Regions from separate parts of the Sus scrofa genome. Here region 1 is linked to region 2. A link is a contact called in public Hi-C data. All regions are on one chromosome and are shown on one strand. The core of a region is the stretch at or near the end of the contact, and the rest is flanking DNA. Distances in the headings are between cores, read along the strand shown.

What was found. Hi-C and Micro-C count contacts between places; a contact is called where the count stands out from the background.
Region 1: a Hi-C map of omental adipose tissue shows a contact between it and region 2, with 1.8 times the contacts expected there. The contact joins two enhancer-like sites. A contact is called at or near these places in 18 of 47 Hi-C or Micro-C datasets (alveolar macrophages, embryonic fibroblasts, epiblast stem cells and 11 more) and 2 of 2 datasets of contacts at active chromatin or transcription factors (alveolar macrophages and skeletal muscle).

Annotation. Positions count from the first base shown.
Region 1 is chr7:67,602,252-67,604,951 of Sscrofa11.1, forward strand. The region is part of intron 1 of ARHGAP5 (rho GTPase-activating protein 5); the gene reads right to left. Among named protein-coding and RNA genes, the nearest start is that of ARHGAP5, 28 kb to the right of the region's middle. Within about 2 kb of position 1,335, at least 2 of the 83 cell types and tissues checked have an H3K27ac peak or open chromatin away from gene starts, as enhancers often do. A contact at or near this core is called in omental adipose tissue, where this site is marked.
Region 2 is chr7:67,438,981-67,441,680 of Sscrofa11.1, forward strand. All of the region lies in intron 1 of AKAP6 (A-kinase anchor protein 6), which reads right to left. Among named protein-coding and RNA genes, the nearest start is that of AKAP6, 22 kb to the right of the region's middle. Within about 2 kb of position 1,316, at least 4 of the 83 cell types and tissues checked have an H3K27ac peak or open chromatin away from gene starts, as enhancers often do. A contact at or near this core is called in omental adipose tissue, where this site is marked.

The sequences.
Region 1 (2,700 bases), core at 85-2,584, 160 kb after region 2:
AAAGTGGTTGCACCATTTTACATTTCCAGCAGCAATGTGTGAGGGTCCTAGTTTCTATACAACATGGCCAATACTTGTTATCATATGTCTTTTTACTACAGCCACTCTAATGGATAAATGGTATCTTAACGTAGTTTGAATTGACATTTCCCTAATGACAAATGATGATGTTGGACATCTTTTTTTTCTTTGCTTTTTAGGGCTGCACTTATGGCATATGGAAGTTCCCGGGGTAGGGGCTGAATCAGAGCTGCAGCTGCTGGCCTACACCTCAGCCATAGCAGTGTGGGATCCAAGCCATGTTTGTGACCTACACCACAGCTCACGTCAACACCGGATCCCTGATCCACTGAGTGAGGCCAGGGATTGAATCCACATCCTCTTGGGACCCTAGTTGGATTCATTTCCACTGTGCAACAACAGGAACTCCCTTGAGCATCTTTTTATGTGGTTATTACCCATTGGTATAGCTATTAAAATCTTATGCCTATTTTAAAACTAGGTTGTTAGCCTTATAATTGAGTTAGCCTCACTGGATCTAAAATTCTCAGGTTGAATTTTCCCCAAAAAATCCCTGTGACTTAGTTTAATATTTCCCAACACTTTCCAAGAATCACTTCCTAGCAAAATGTTGTAAAAGATACAACATCATTGAGTAAAATGCTTTCTCTTGTAGGATATTCTTACAGCTAGTTTACTTGTTAATATTATAGTTGTTTAGACTTTCTTTCCTCTTTCTTTCTTGTTCAGACAAGATGGTTTCATGTCAGCTATCATGTTTGATTTTGTTGTAGAAAATATTCATTTATTCTATCAGAAGATCTGGATGAAGGACTATTAAACAGTGAGCAATGTGCTCCTTGATCCATGACAACTGGGATCTCTCTCTCAATAACAGGAGCCTGGAGCAGGACTTTTGAGGCATTTCAATCAAAAATGAGTTACTATAGCTAACCTTCTTCTCCTTGGTGCCTAATTCATTTTAAGTTAGTAAGTGTTTTTGAAAGTGAGTTAAACTCTTTTAAGCTAAGGGAATACAATTTTAGAGCACTTCAAAGTGATCTTTTCATTTGATACCTCGAAATACTGCCATGCCTTTTTGGATTTTGCCGTGCAAGGCGACTTCTTGGCCTCAAAGAAATCATGTGCCACAGTGATTTAGGGATTAGAAAGAGAAGGGTCTGGTTCAGTTTGGATTCACCTCTGATTTACTATTTGTACATCTGCAGTGTGGCCTGTGGGTTTGTGTGACTGTGGTAAGCATCCCAGGTGTCATCCTAACTCTAATAAAAGAGCTCTGGCTTTGACAGTGTTCTGTAAGTTCGCCTTGTGTTGGAACAGGCTGCTGACAATTCTTTGAAGTTACCTGAGGGTAAAACTCTTCACCGTCCCCATCACCTCATCACTTAAATTGCTGTAATTGGCTACCAATAGTCTACCATTCAGATAAGTATTTATATTGTTAACTAAGCCATCACAGTAATAGGTGTTTGCCAAGGTGTTTTCAGAAATAAGATGCTGCTATGTACATCTGCAGCTTAGAGGGAATGCTTGCACAGCAGGTTCTACTAAGACACTGAGAATAAATACTCTGCAAGCTGCTAAAATGAAAGGTTCTCATTTGAAAATTAAGTCCTCATACAGAGTGGACACACTTTAGGAATGCTGACACTTGGAACTCTCCTTAGACCCTCCTGTTCCTACTAACTGCCTCCCTGCCCTATTACATTGGTCCAAATTTCATTTAGTATTTGTTTAGTTTAATTTTTTTGAGAAATCTTTTTACTTGAAAGTGATATATATTAAGTGTAAGCTGATGATAAGGTAAATATTTCTAGTTTACTCTGGATTATTTTATATATGAAATATACTTGGAGTTTGATATTTCTTGTAAATTCAATATGATTCCAAATTTGTTCAAATATAAAAAGTATATGAATACTTAAATAGTCTGGAAGGAAATATATAAAAATATTAACAGGGCTATCTCTGGGTAGCTTTCTAAAAAATATATTTATCATACATACTTTCTTACATATTCATCTGTTTATACTTTCTCATATATCCACAAACTTTATTGGACTTTTAAAAAACATGATATTTTGTAATGCTGCACATACCAATCATATTTCCTCATTTACAACATTCCTTAAAATTACACTGTCTGGCAGAGAGAATACAGTCAATAAGAGTTTTGAAATTTAGGTAGACCACCTCTTTGGAATATTATTTTTGATATTTCCTCTCATTCAACAGCTATCAATTTGTACCCACTATATTTCAAAAAGTGCTAAAAAGGGAATGTAAACATGAAAGGCATGGTTCCTGCCTGCAGTGAGCTATGTCTCAGGATTGGATCTTAACTGAGAACTAGGCCCATAGATTATATCTTTTAGTGAAGAGCAAATAAGTCTTTTCATTTCTATTATTCTATAATAGCTTTATCATTTATACTGTCTCCTTCTAAACATGACAAGCATAGACAGACATATAGTTAGATATAAGTATAGATAAAAATTTCTCAAGAATGTAGCATTTGCATGGACAACAGTATCTCCTTAATCTAACTAACAACTAACTTTCTCAAACTACTTTTATGATTATGGTATTTTTCAGACTTAGATTCTGATTGTTAGGGGTATTGTGAGTCAACTCATTTTTCTCTTCTACTGTCAAGTTTGTAGTCACATGGTTTTGTTT
Region 2 (2,700 bases), core at 66-2,565:
TCAAACACAATGCAAAGAGAATTTCTGGCAACCAGAGTTTTACCCAGAGGTGGTAATGAAGCATAATTATCCTTGGCTGACCAGAAGCTCAGTGACTATTAATAGAGCGAGGCAACATGAAAGTGTCAAATAAGAGAGGGAGCATGCTACAGCTGCGTTGAAACATTCAGTAATTAGGAAAAGAATGCAGAGAACCAAGTGGCCATTTGTGCTATGTCTTATTCCCCTTGGTTTTCCAGGCTGGATTGATTCCCGCCTAGTTCAAGGTGGGGTATATACTAGCCTAATTTGGTTTGGGAAGCAACCAAGGATTCTGAATGCTCTTTTTAAGGCAGGTCCTGAGCCTTAGTTTAGTTCCTGTCCTAGGTCTAAAAAACCTTTCCTTCCATCTACTGCAAAGTGAGTTTGAATATATGTCAGACAGCAACAGTAGCAAGCAGGGGAGTCAAAAAACTGGATGCAGCATCAATCTCATGTTTTATGTGCATCCCTAGGGACCTGAAGATTCTGTGTCTGGGGTAGCAAAACCTTCCCCATAGAAATGCAAAGACAGTGACCTTCATATTTTCCATTCCTCTGGCCTGGCTTTATTACTCAAAGGACATTAACAGGGGTGAATTCCCTCTAAGAACCTATCAGTAAGTCTTTCAGTGTGGAGGAAGTATCAAATAAGGAGATTACTGATTCACAAGCCAAAAATATTTATTGAGTTTGGAAACATTTATCAATGACCTTCTCTGTGGAAAACAGTGGATTAAGCACTAGGGTAGGGGAGGAAGAGTGAAGAAGGGGTTAAAAGATGAGAGACAAGAAGCCTCACAGGACCTTAAAAATGGGGGAAACTGACACAGACAAAAAAATAAATAATACAAAAGAGTCACAGCCCAGGTATATGGGGTTATGCTTGCTGAAAGAGAACCAAATTTGGAACTTGTCATACCACCAACGCCTTTTAAATATTTTTCATTCCTCCAGAGTAAAACCTTATCATACCTGCCAATGAGAGAAACTAAAATAAACAGAAATTCACTCCTTGGGGAAGATTTGTCTATATTCTTTTGCTATTCCCAGGACAGAGGCCTGGAGGCCTATTTTCAAGCTGAGTTGGTTTTGATGTGTATGAATGATTCAGTCAGGAAGATAGTAAATAGCCAAAGAGATGAAAAGGATTAGAAAAGCCCACTGAGACAAGATTATGATCCATCCACCAGCAGATACCTGGGCTCTGCAGCATGGCTGCGATACAGCCCTTCTGATCCAAGTGGATGCCACCATAACTGTGTGCCCCAAGGGTATTTTACCCCCCCGGGGAGACAGTAATTGCAGTCCTAACAGGAAGATCTGTGAAACCGACCAAAGAGCTCCCCAGTACCCTGCATTAAAAGCCATCAAAACTGGAGGCTTTGCTGATAAGAGAAGTGGAGCATTAGAAAAAGGAACTCAGGATACTGAAAATCCTCAGTCAGACCCACTTCAACTTGATTGTAATTCTTGGCTTCAGGCCTATTTCTGAAAGACATCAAACCCAGAAAGAAAAAAAAAAAAAAGTCTGAGAAAAAACACAGCTCATTCCATTTGGAGGACAGAGAATGAGACATGTAACAGATGGAATGGGAAAGGGCAAAGGGCGTAATAAGATTCGCTACAGGAATAAGTGTTCATTTGATTAAAACCAGCATATGCAGGGCAGAGGCAGAACAAAATCACACCACTGTGACTCATCACGCTTCAGGGTGTTCAGCCACCACCGTGCTGGGGAGACCAGGTGGGAGCGATATACACAAACCCCACTAAGAAGCATCATAACTAGTTAACTGGACTGTGAAGGTTTTGCCTTCATCTTTGGTGTCATGGAAGTCTTGGGTACAGAAAGAGTAACTCATCAGTTACAGAAACAGAAGAGCTCAGCTTTGTATCCTCAATGCCAAGAGCAACACTGGATACGTCAATGCTTAATGACTGTGCTTTGAAGGAGTGAAAGTCTAATCTCTTGGTTATGTCCATGAGGTCTGGAAGGGGTAGAGGTACAGTCTATAATTATAAATCCATATTTACCTGATAGTCGCAGGTTACACCTATTGTATCCACATAATCAGTAATGGCCCGTTTTCACTTGCAAAAGAGTATAAGTGTAGACAGCAAATTATCTTTTACCTTAGGTATACAGTCTATCCCCCAAATGAATGTTTTCCATTGATGAGAAAATCACAAATATGCATGGGACACTTTATCTTTTCCATCAAATCACTCCTCAGTCCTTGCTGAGCCTGTCTGTGGTGGACTTGTGAGGCTCTTTTCTTGCTGGTCTCCCATTTTATCTTTCCGCCCTTGTTTTCACTATTCCCTTCACCCCTGCTTTTCCCTCATGACTCCTGACTCTATTCCTGGGGGGAGAGGGAGGGAGTGTGAATCAGCTTATCTGAGAGTCCTGATTATTTTAAGTCCTTTGAGTCTCAGAGGAATACCACTTCTAATATCTTTCCTTGCTGCATTCACCATCTTCATAGCATGACTTTGACATATTTTTGTGCGGACAAAATCTCTATTTTTTTTTTTTTCTGACTTTCCAAAGATCCCTCCCAAGAAAAAGCAAAGGAAAGGAGGAAGCAAGGGAGGATGAAAATCCAGGATTGCTACAAATGGACAAATGAGCAAAAAGCTTGAGTGAGGTCCTACATATGCGCAAGGAGATGACTTAAG